2 separate regions of the Gossypium arboreum genome follow, and region 2 is linked to region 1. The links are chromatin contacts, called in public Hi-C maps. All regions are on one chromosome and are shown on one strand. Each heading gives the region's core, a stretch centred on a gene start, on an enhancer-like site or on the middle of the called end of the contact. The rest is flanking DNA. Distances are from core to core; before and after follow the strand shown. Region 1 holds the start of LOC108462828 (pheophytinase, chloroplastic). Region 2 holds the start of LOC108461607 (probable protein arginine N-methyltransferase 6).

Region 1 (5,047 bases), core at 1,799-4,298:
TTTCAAAGCTTTACTAAAATTAATTTAGTAAGCTTTGCAGAGCCGCCTAGGGCACAAAATTGGAAGGGCTCTAAAAATTTTCAACTTTTAGAATAAAAAAAAGAAAATTCAAATTAAAATAAATTTATTAAATGATTAATGTTTTCAATTTTTCACCATAAATACTTCATCTCTTAAACCTCTAAATTTTTTTAGCTTTTATTATATTTAAATTTTATAATTGTTTTTAAAAAGAAATTCAATTTATTGTTACGCTAATTAGGGCTCCAAAAATGTGAAGAACGAGTTTAAAACTTAGGAAAACTTTTACCAATTTAATGTCAATTTTTTATGATTTGTTTGGGTGAGAAATTTATAAGAGAGATTTAATTTGTATCCAGGTTTTCAAATGTCTAAAAATAAATTTACTTTTTGAGTAAATATATTAGAGAATTTCAAAACTTATGAGTAAATTTCAATAGAGAATTTAATTGTTCAAATTCATTTTAAATTTCATCTAAAAGGTGGTTTTCAAAATTCTTCATAATTTTATTTGATTAATTACACATAATTTCGCTATAAGATGAAAACTTAAACTTCAAAATTTATTTTATTTAATTATAGTATATACTTTAAATTTTATTTTATTAAAACTATTTATAAATGCTTACAAATATAATGATATTCAAATTGAATATTTTTTATATTATTTGTTTTTAATATAATTATTTTCTAATTTGTAAAATTTCATTAACCTAATCTTTTCTAAATAAATTATTTATCCAAACAAAAAAAATTGCAAATCTTAACATTTTGAATTGATGAATTTTAAAATGTATTTTAAAAATCTCAAAATTTTAAGATTCTTTATCCAAACAAACTCTTAAAGTTTACTTTTTAAAATTTTGGCATAATCTAAAATATTTTGGCAAACCCTTGTAAAATTTGATAAATCTTTCAAATTTTCAGTAAATTCTTAAAAATTTTGATATAATATTAAAAATATGATATACCAAATGTTGAATGGATCAAGTTTCAAGAAATTTTCGTATAACGTTAACAATTTTGATATACCCAAATGTTGAATGGGTAAATCTGACTCTAAGGAAAAGTTTAAAATATACCTTAAAATATTTGGTAAAGCCTTAAGAAATTTGGTATAACTTATACAAAGACAGCTGCGTGGGTTGAGGAAAAATTGTGATAAATCCTATGGAAATGCTATTCTTAGAAATTTTGGTAAGTCCTAAGAAATTTTTGTATAAATTTAAAATTTTGGTATACTAAAATGTTGAATGGATCAAGGTTAGGACCCTAATTTAGAAATTTTTATATAACCTTAAAAATTTTAGGAAATTCTTAAAAATTTTGGTATAGTTTTAGATATTTTGGTGTGACCTTATAAATTTTGGTACACAAAAGTTTCAAGGAAAAGCTTTTGAAATTTTGGTATAATCTTAAAGATATTAGTAAATCTTAAAAAATTGGTAAATCCTTGAAAATTTTTATAAAAAAATCAAATTTTGGCATAGAAGAAATTCTATGGAAAATGCATAGAAATTTTGGTGAACTTTTGAAATTTTAGTATAAATTAGAAATTTTGATATACTAAAATGTTGAATGGATCGAATCTAAGACCCTTAGGAAAAACTTTAGAAATTCTAGTAAACTTTTAGAAATTTTGGTAAACCATTTAGTATATCCTTAAAAATTTTAATAAATTTAGATATTTTGATATAATTTTAAAATTTTGGTATATTAAAATGTTAAATGGGTCAAGTCTGAGACCCTAAGTAAAAGTTTAAGAAATTTTGATATAACTTTAAAATTTTGATACATCCTTAAAAATTTAGCTATAACTTTAAATATTTTGATAAGTATTTAGAAATTTAGGTTTAAGTATATCAAGACTGGTGCATGGGTTGAGGAAACAATTTGGTAAATCCTATGAAAAGTTAACTTTATAAATTTTGGTACACCAAAATGTTGAATGAATCGAGTTTGATAAGTAAGGAAAAACTTTAGAAATTTTGATAAACCCTTGATAATGTTACTATAACCTAAATCCTTAAAACTTTTCTATACAAGAAATTTTGGTAAAGCCTTAAATTTTTTAAAAACCATTAGAAATGATATAGCTTTAAAATTTTTGGTAAGTACAATTAAGTTTTGGTATATAGAAAATTCTTAGGAAAAATCATAGAAATTTTGGTATAACTTTAGAAATTATGGTGTATTAAAATATTCAATGGGTCGAGTTTGGAACTCTTAGAAATAACTTTAGAAATTTTAGTAAACTCTTAAAATGTTGGTATGGTATAGATTTTTTTTTAGATTGTAAGGAGTTTTGATATAAACTTTAAAATTATGGTATGAATGGATCAAGTTTAAAATTTTAAAAGAAAAATTTTAACAATTTTTATTATCTTAAAATTTTTGTATAACGTTAGATATTTTGATAAATATTTAGGAATTTTGATAAACTTTTAGAAATTTTGGTTTAATTTTAAAATTTTCATAAACCTTTAAAATTGTAAATTAGGTATGTAGAAAATTCTAAAGAAAACCCTTAAAATTTTGGTTTACAAAAATATTGAATGGGTTGAGTTTGTGACATTTAGGAAATGCTTTAGAAATTTTGATAAATTGCAAATAATTTTAGTATAAGTTTAGAAATTTTGGTATATTAAAATATTGAATGGAAAAGTTTAATAAATTTTGGTATAAAGGAGGGCATGTAAAATTAACATAGTTTTATGTCATCTCATAATTTTTCTTTCATTAATATTTTAATAATTTAATACATTCGTACCAATATAACAATATTAATATTAATTAAATTAAAATTCAATGGGCACTAAACTTCTTATATATATGGTTATTTTTGTTTAATGTATGAATATGTACATATATTTTAGAAAATAAAAGTAATTTAATGTAAGCTTTCATTGTATAAAAGTCCATAATTTTTTTTTTACAAATTACTAAAATTTAATAGAATAATTGTTTTCGAAAAAAAAATCTAAATATTTTAGCTTTTATCAATTATGTAAAATTTAAAACAGTGTTGAAGATAGTGAGAGGTGGGAGCAATCCGAAGTCCAAATGCAACCAATACCACACACAACTCCCCCCATATGGCAAAGGAATGAAATTTGAGTGGAACAAAAATAACAAACAGTTGAGTGGTGGGAATAAAGATGGCGGCTGCCACGGTTCTTCATGTTGTGGCGGCGGCTTTTCTCCGACCGCCGCATTCGCTGCCGCGGACGAAGGCTAAAGAACCCAGACTGAAACCAGGACTTGCTTTCCCTCACCTTTACGATAACAAGCTTCCCGTTCTCGGTCGTGGCTATGGTGTTGGTAACCGTAGTTTCATCACTTGCTATGTTGACCCATCCACTGAGTCTCGTGTCAGCGTGTTAGGGGTGAGTCAGATAAAGGAGAAATGCAGTAAGTGGCAATGGAAAGGTCGGTACTCCATCAATTACTTTGTCTCCTCATCATCTTCTACCAACCCTCCTTTGCTTCTCGTTCATGGATTTGGTGCCTCCATTCCCCATTGGCGAAGGTACCCAAACTGGAAATATCGTTGCTTTTCATTTATTTTGAAATGATTGCAGTATTTGAACTGGGTTAACAATTGTTGTAGGAATATTGACACATTGGCTCAGGATTACACTGTTTATGCTATTGACCTTCTGGGTTTTGGTGCATCTGATAAGCCCCAAGGTTTTTCATATTCCATGGAAGCTTGGGCTGAGGTATATTTCACTACACCCCAAGCTCACAAAAACATGGCGTTTAACTGTTTTAATCAAAATTAATCCTTCTAAACTCAATATTATTGTTCACAGTTGATACTAGATTTCTTGAATGAAGTTGTTCAGAAGCCTACTGTGTTGATTGGAAACTCTGTGGGAAGTCTTGCTTGTGTGATAGCTGCCTCAGGTAGTTAAAACACATAGTTTAAATCCATATATAATTTTTTTTGATGATTATATTGCTAGATACCGAACCAAATTCTACTTAGCAATTAGTTATCAATGATTACTTGCTAATTAAGTTTATTTAATACGTAAATATTTATATCATGTAAGAAATCTTAGAGAATAAGATTTCTTGATGATCAAGCAATAGGATCTTAGGTCAGAATTATGAGATAGATGTAATTTCTATGGCATATTTGTATAGGAAATGAGTTTTGTAGGGTTGTGAGAAAGAGTTTAGTAAAATATTGGGTTAATGGGGCAAAATGTATTTCATGTGTTTAAACCTAGAGAGCGTAGAAAACTGGGCTTGTTTTGGGGCTCAGGATTAGTATTTGTGTATTGCGTGTTTTGAACCCGTTGTAATCCTTGTGTTTATAGTGGAATTTTTTTCCCTCATCCCTCAATGTAGGCAACCGGAACCGAATCATCTCTTGTAATATCTATGGGGTCTCTGTATAGGAAATGAGTTTTGTAGGGGTGTGAGGAAGAATTTGGTAAAATATTGGGTTAATGGGGTAAAGTGTATTCCAAGTGTTCAAACCTAGGGAGCATAGAAAACTGCGCTTGTTTTTGGGCTCGAGTTTAGTGCTTGTCTATTGGGTGTGAGGAAGAGTTTGGTAATTTCTGTGGCATCTTTGTATAGGAATGACTTTGTAGGGTCGTGAGGAAGAGCTTGGTAAAATATCGGGTTAATGGGATAATGTGTTTCCATGTGCTTAAACCTAGGGAACATAGAAAACTGGGCATCTTTTTGGGGCTCAGGTTTAGTGTTTGTCCATTGAGTGTTTTGAATTCTTTGTAATCCTTATGTTTATGGTGGAGTTTTTCTCTTATCCCTAGATGTAGGCAACCAGAACTGGAGCATGTTAAATATTATCTCTTGTGCGTATCATGTATTCCATGTTGATCTCGCGTTTGATTGTGTTTCCACTTACAAATTTCTAATGTATATTGTGTGGAACAAGAATCTAGTCAAAACCTGGTTCGAGGGATTGTGCTGTTGAATTGTGCTGGTGGGATGAACAACAAGGCAATTGTTGATGATTGGAGGATCAAACTCCTCTTACCTTTGCTTT
Region 2 (5,047 bases), core at 737-3,236, 420 kb before region 1:
TTTGGAATGGAAACTTATTCTTTTGGATGGTTAAATACATTTCCTTTGGTTATCATTAACAGATTATTGTCAGATGAAGAGTTAGTACCAATAATTGGGAAACTTCATCCATCAGAGTGGTACTATGCTAAACAACAAGCAGATTACATCATATCGCAGGTATTTACACACCAGATAGTTGAACATTGCTAGGCATGTACGTATGCATGAGTTCTCTAGTGTTCCATTTTATTCAGCAAATACGATGTTCGTTTGTTTTAGATTAAATGTTCCTGTATAAGGAATAATTTTCTTGTGAGTCATAGTTGCTGCAAAGGTTTTGACAATGGAATGAAAAATTTGAGTTTCACTTCCTTCTCAACCAAGGCTTGACATAGAGGTTGCTACCCCTCCTTTTGGAGGAATGAAGTTTATTTGTACCGAACAAAAAAAAGAAAGCTCTGTTATTGAACATTTTTGTTAATTTAATTACAGGCAGATTTGAATAAAGACGGTCGCTTAAGCTTAGTTGAGATGATTGACAACCCGTATGTATTTTATACTGCCATCTTCAATGATAGTGAAGATGACTATGAATACCATGACGAGTTCCGCTAATTGCTAATTTCATGAGTGGTAAGAGGAGCCATCTCTAAGTTGCTTGCATCTATTTCATATTTTTTTGCGTAAACCGAGCTGCTTTCAGTATAATGTTGCAGGACACAAAAGGCAGCAATAGAATTCAAATTCTTTTCTAGCAATTGTTTATGCTTCATAAACTTTCTTACCGATACCCGTGGTGAGTTCTTGTACTCCATCATTCAATGCTGACCATTTTCGAGTTTTTATTCTATCCATCTGCTACTTCAGATTACTATTTCCTCATTGCAGGTTAAGGGCCTTAGCTTGTTCGAAAGGTGGTTTCACCATTGAAGCTGGTCCTTGAAATTTCATCTTTCTGGCATACATTTGTTAATTACAGTAGACTGATGTTTTAATGCATTAAAGTTTTTTCAAGTCTAAAATTTTGATGATCCATTTGACATATGTGTATGTCAAAATGCAGGGTCCATATAAAAGCAACATAGTTGCCATCTGGTATGGAAACTCAAAATGTGCAGATTCAAAGTTGTAAAATAATTTCATTCCATTTATTTGTTTATTCAACCACATGAAAACAACTCATGTATTTCATAATTTATTATTGTTCTGGTTGTCAAGAAGATTTTACCAATCCACCACCACATTATAATCAAATGGTTTTTTGTTGCACTAAAAAAAATGGTTTTCAAAGGTGTAAAATTATTGATTAAAAACCAACTTGAATTTGAATTCATTCAAATTCGAAAAAAACTTGAAATATCCAAATTCATAATGACTTAATTTGAAAATAGCTCCAAACGATTATACTCAAGTTGAAATGACTCAAAAATTTTAAAATTTAAATAGACACAGTCCAGATTGACTTAATAAATCATTCAACTAGGGGGACTATTTAAAATATCAAAGTCATAAATTATAGATATAGTAGAGGGATTATGTATATAAATTAATAATTCAAATTACACAAAAGGTTGAAACCCTTCCCCTATAGGTGTTTATAAGTTGAGCTGAACTATAATACAATTTAAAAGATTAAAGTCATAAATGAGATATAGTAGAGAGACTATGTATATAAATTAATAATTCAAGTATATAAAAGTTAAAATTTTTATCTAAGATTTATTTATGAGTTGAATTGGATTGAGATTTAATTCTAAAAATCTAAACTAAAGCTGAACTAATTCAAACATGTCTAAATGATTTGTTTCACTATAAAGATAATAAAATATTTTTATTTAAATTTAATTATAAATATAAATATTAATATCAGCTATTTCTATATTTTCCATTATTTTTAAACAATAAAATCGACGGATGAAACCAATTCGGTTTGAGAAATATAAGGCTAAGGTCCACCAGTTGGGCTGACCGGGCGGGTAGCCATGAACCCCTCAACCCTTGCCCTTATATATCGGATTATAAGCTGTTGTAAACGCACCGCAAAACCCCAAAACCTTAACCGCCATTCGGTTTTCATTTAACAAACAGTAACGCAAACCAGCTTTCCCTCTTTGGGTTCTTGACAAGGAAAAACGTTGTGGTTTTCTCCCTCCTCACATTGCCCGTCAATTGCTACTCTCCGGCGACTAGCAAAACATGTCTGGGAGCACAGGAGTTGGCAATGTCCCTCGCCAGCAGCAGACCTCGGGAGGGAGGCGAGGGGGAGGTCGTGGGAGGAAGGGAGGTCGTAGGTCACGTGAAGTGTTTAGGGCTTCTGAATCCCAGCACCCTCAGAAGAAGGACGCCAGCGACGATCAGCAAGACCTGAAATCACCTCCTCCCGCTTGTACGGACTTCGACGTGGCCTACTTTGAGGCTTACGCCCACATTGGTATCCACGAAGAAATGATCAAGGTCTTTTTCTTTCTTTCTTGTTCTTTCTCTTCTACGTAATTGTTCTTAACTGAGTTCATTTTGTTTTTGGTATTAATGCCTCTTGATGGATTGTGTGGAATTTCTTCCACTTCTAGCTTTATGAGTTTAGTCTTTTGGAAGCATTTTAGTGCTTGCATTTACTAGGGGAAATGGGTTATTGCCAAGATCGTGTCTTGGAATGAGAGCTTAACATTGGGAATTTAAATTTGAGTTGTTTTAGCAATGTCCTCACGTTCTTTGTTTACAAAAAATGTTGCTTTTTACTATTTATGAACTATCTATGAATTTTTTGCTACCTCGTTTAAGCAAGGTTGAATCTTGCATTTGTAATCAAAAGTTTTAGCACTTCTTTACTTGTGCTCGTTCCAATGGCGAGTTCTTTAAATTATAGTTCGATGTTTAAAGAATTTTTCTTTTTAAAAAAATAATGATGATAATAGAAATTCATGATAATCCACTGATCATACCTTATCTCTAAAAGCATACAGGATCATGTTCGAACTGAAGCTTACCGGGATGCAGTCATGCAACACCAGAGTTTTATTCAGGGGAAGGTAATGCCATTTTGTCCTTGTTATAAAACTATATGTAATCTCTCTTCTTTCTTGAAACCAAATGATACCTGGTTTTACCATATTTGGTTTGATTTTGTGTAAGATTCCTGTTTCACCTAATCACGATATTATGCTGTACTGATATTATAATCTCATCTCTGGGTGACATGCATTTATGTCTAATAGAAACATAGATACAAAGCATGCGGCTCTCAAACAGCCAAGTTGGTTTAAGGGTTCTCTCCAAATAATATTTAGCTGGTTTATTCCTCTTCCTCATTATTTATTTTGACTATTTTTGTAGGTTGTAGTTGATGTTGGATGTGGCACAGGCATTCTTTCGATATTTTGTGCTCAAGCTGGTGCAAAACGGGTATATGTTTTGAAGTTCTTATCGCATGATTGACATATTTATAGCAGAGTTATGCTTTTGAGAGTTGATTCAATCTCAACTTTTTGCACATCATGTGTACTGTTTTGAACTAATTACTGAATATCGCATTATTTAGTAAGTGCAGAGGATTGCTAGAAGTTATGTTGAACTTTCTATTTTTGGTTTCCTCTAGGTTTTTCTATCTTTCTTTCGTTGTGAACTTTATAATTTTACCATAAAGAAGACAAGGAGGCTTCAATTCAACTATTGACCAAGAGCAAATGTAGAAAGAACTGCAATTTTGTTCTTTAGTATATATATTTTTTGGAATTCTCTTGCTATCTCAAAGTTATATTCTTGTAATGTTTATGGATTCAACTAAATACAACTGTCTAATATCTTAAGCAATTTTGTATTTTCAGGTTTATGCAGTGGATGCCAGTGCTATTGCAGTGCAGGTACTTTGTTGCATTAACGCTTAACTACGTGTAGCTGAGGCATTTTTACCTTCTCTTTTGAGAGTGCTAATTTAGCTCATTTTCCTTCTCTCGTTGCCATTTTCATTTTCTTACTGTGTTAATTGCTACAATGAGATTATGATACCTGGTTAACACTGCTATTAGAATCTGTATGCTAGTTATCTATCAACATTGTGGAATTATATATATTCTTTACTTCTCTAGACCTTTCTTTGGCTGCCTTGTTTAAAATGGAACTGACTGTTTGGTTTGTATTCAACTTTGCTATTTGCAAGCAGGCCAAAGAAGTGGTGAAAGCAAATAATTTAGCTGAAACGGTCATTGTATTGCACGGGCGAGTTGAGGTAGGCTTTTCCTCTGAAGCTTGTAGATATCTATGCTCCTTAAATGGTTGCAAGAATATTAGAAAAAAGAATAAGCACCTATATATATTAGCATTTTTTATTTCTTCTCAGACTTATTGACGTGTATTTCCTTAAATGGTTGGGAATGGAGGAGTTGAATTTAACTTCGGACTTTGTTGGAGGGATAAGCCAACTTAGGGTTAGATTTTCTTTCTTCAACTTTTTTAAAGTCATTGAGAATAACTTCTTTATCTTTAAAGCCACAAGTCCGCACAATCGGTTTCAACATCGTGGAATTAGAGATGATTCTTCTGCATTTACTGTTGAGGTCAACAGAACACTAGCTGCACTGGAAAATCAAGGTGGAATTCTTGTTTTGCTGTGTGCAAAATGGATGGAGACCTTTGTCGGTGCTTTACCTTTTGCAAACCATTTTAGGGCTTTGCATTGGTGCTGGTGTTTAAATCTCATTATAGATGAGAAAAATTGTGACAACACCTTCTAGATGCTCTCATTAGTAGAAGACTGCAATTGTGGTAGCCTTTGTGGATATATTTGGTTAAATAGTCGCATCTTTCTCATACTTGATATGAGCACCATTATAGTTATGGGGATCATAGGATAATAATTGGTGAAAGCTTGTACCTATTGGTCATTGGCCATTGTAATGTTTGCTGGGTTGCCAGCTTTCACATTGGCTTGGTTTCAACACCCGGGTGTATCAATTCATAGATTAATTATTGAACAATGAGTGGATATTACTGCTATTTGTATCTTTGTTTGGAGGAGACACAAAATTAGCAGCTATTGTAGGCTAAATTTATGTAGGTCATTCAAGAT

Evidence for each region. Hi-C and Micro-C count contacts between places; a contact is called where the count stands out from the background.
Region 2: a Hi-C map of leaf shows a contact between it and region 1, with 2.6 times the contacts expected there. The contact joins the promoter of LOC108461607 here to the promoter of LOC108462828 in region 1. A contact is called at or near these places in 2 of 5 Hi-C or Micro-C datasets (both in leaf).

What each region holds. Positions count from the first base shown.
Region 1 is chr13:10,050,770-10,055,816 of ASM2569848v2, reverse strand. LOC108462828 (pheophytinase, chloroplastic) reads left to right here and starts at 3,048. Exons shown (of 6, transcript XM_017762726.2): 1 at 3,048-3,550; 2 at 3,632-3,743; 3 at 3,837-3,930; 4 at 4,937-5,047. The coding sequence starts at 3,180.
Region 2 is chr13:10,469,862-10,474,908 of ASM2569848v2, reverse strand. LOC108461607 (probable protein arginine N-methyltransferase 6) reads left to right here and starts at 1,986. Exons shown (of 13, transcript XM_053024464.1): 1 at 1,986-2,436; 2 at 2,946-3,011; 3 at 3,316-3,384; 4 at 3,807-3,842; 5 at 4,139-4,207. The coding sequence starts at 2,179. LOC108463619 reads left to right here. Exons shown (of 10, transcript XM_053023892.1): 6 at 63-159; 7 at 475-615; 8 at 686-778; 9 at 871-896; 10 at 1,046-1,202. The coding sequence ends at 597.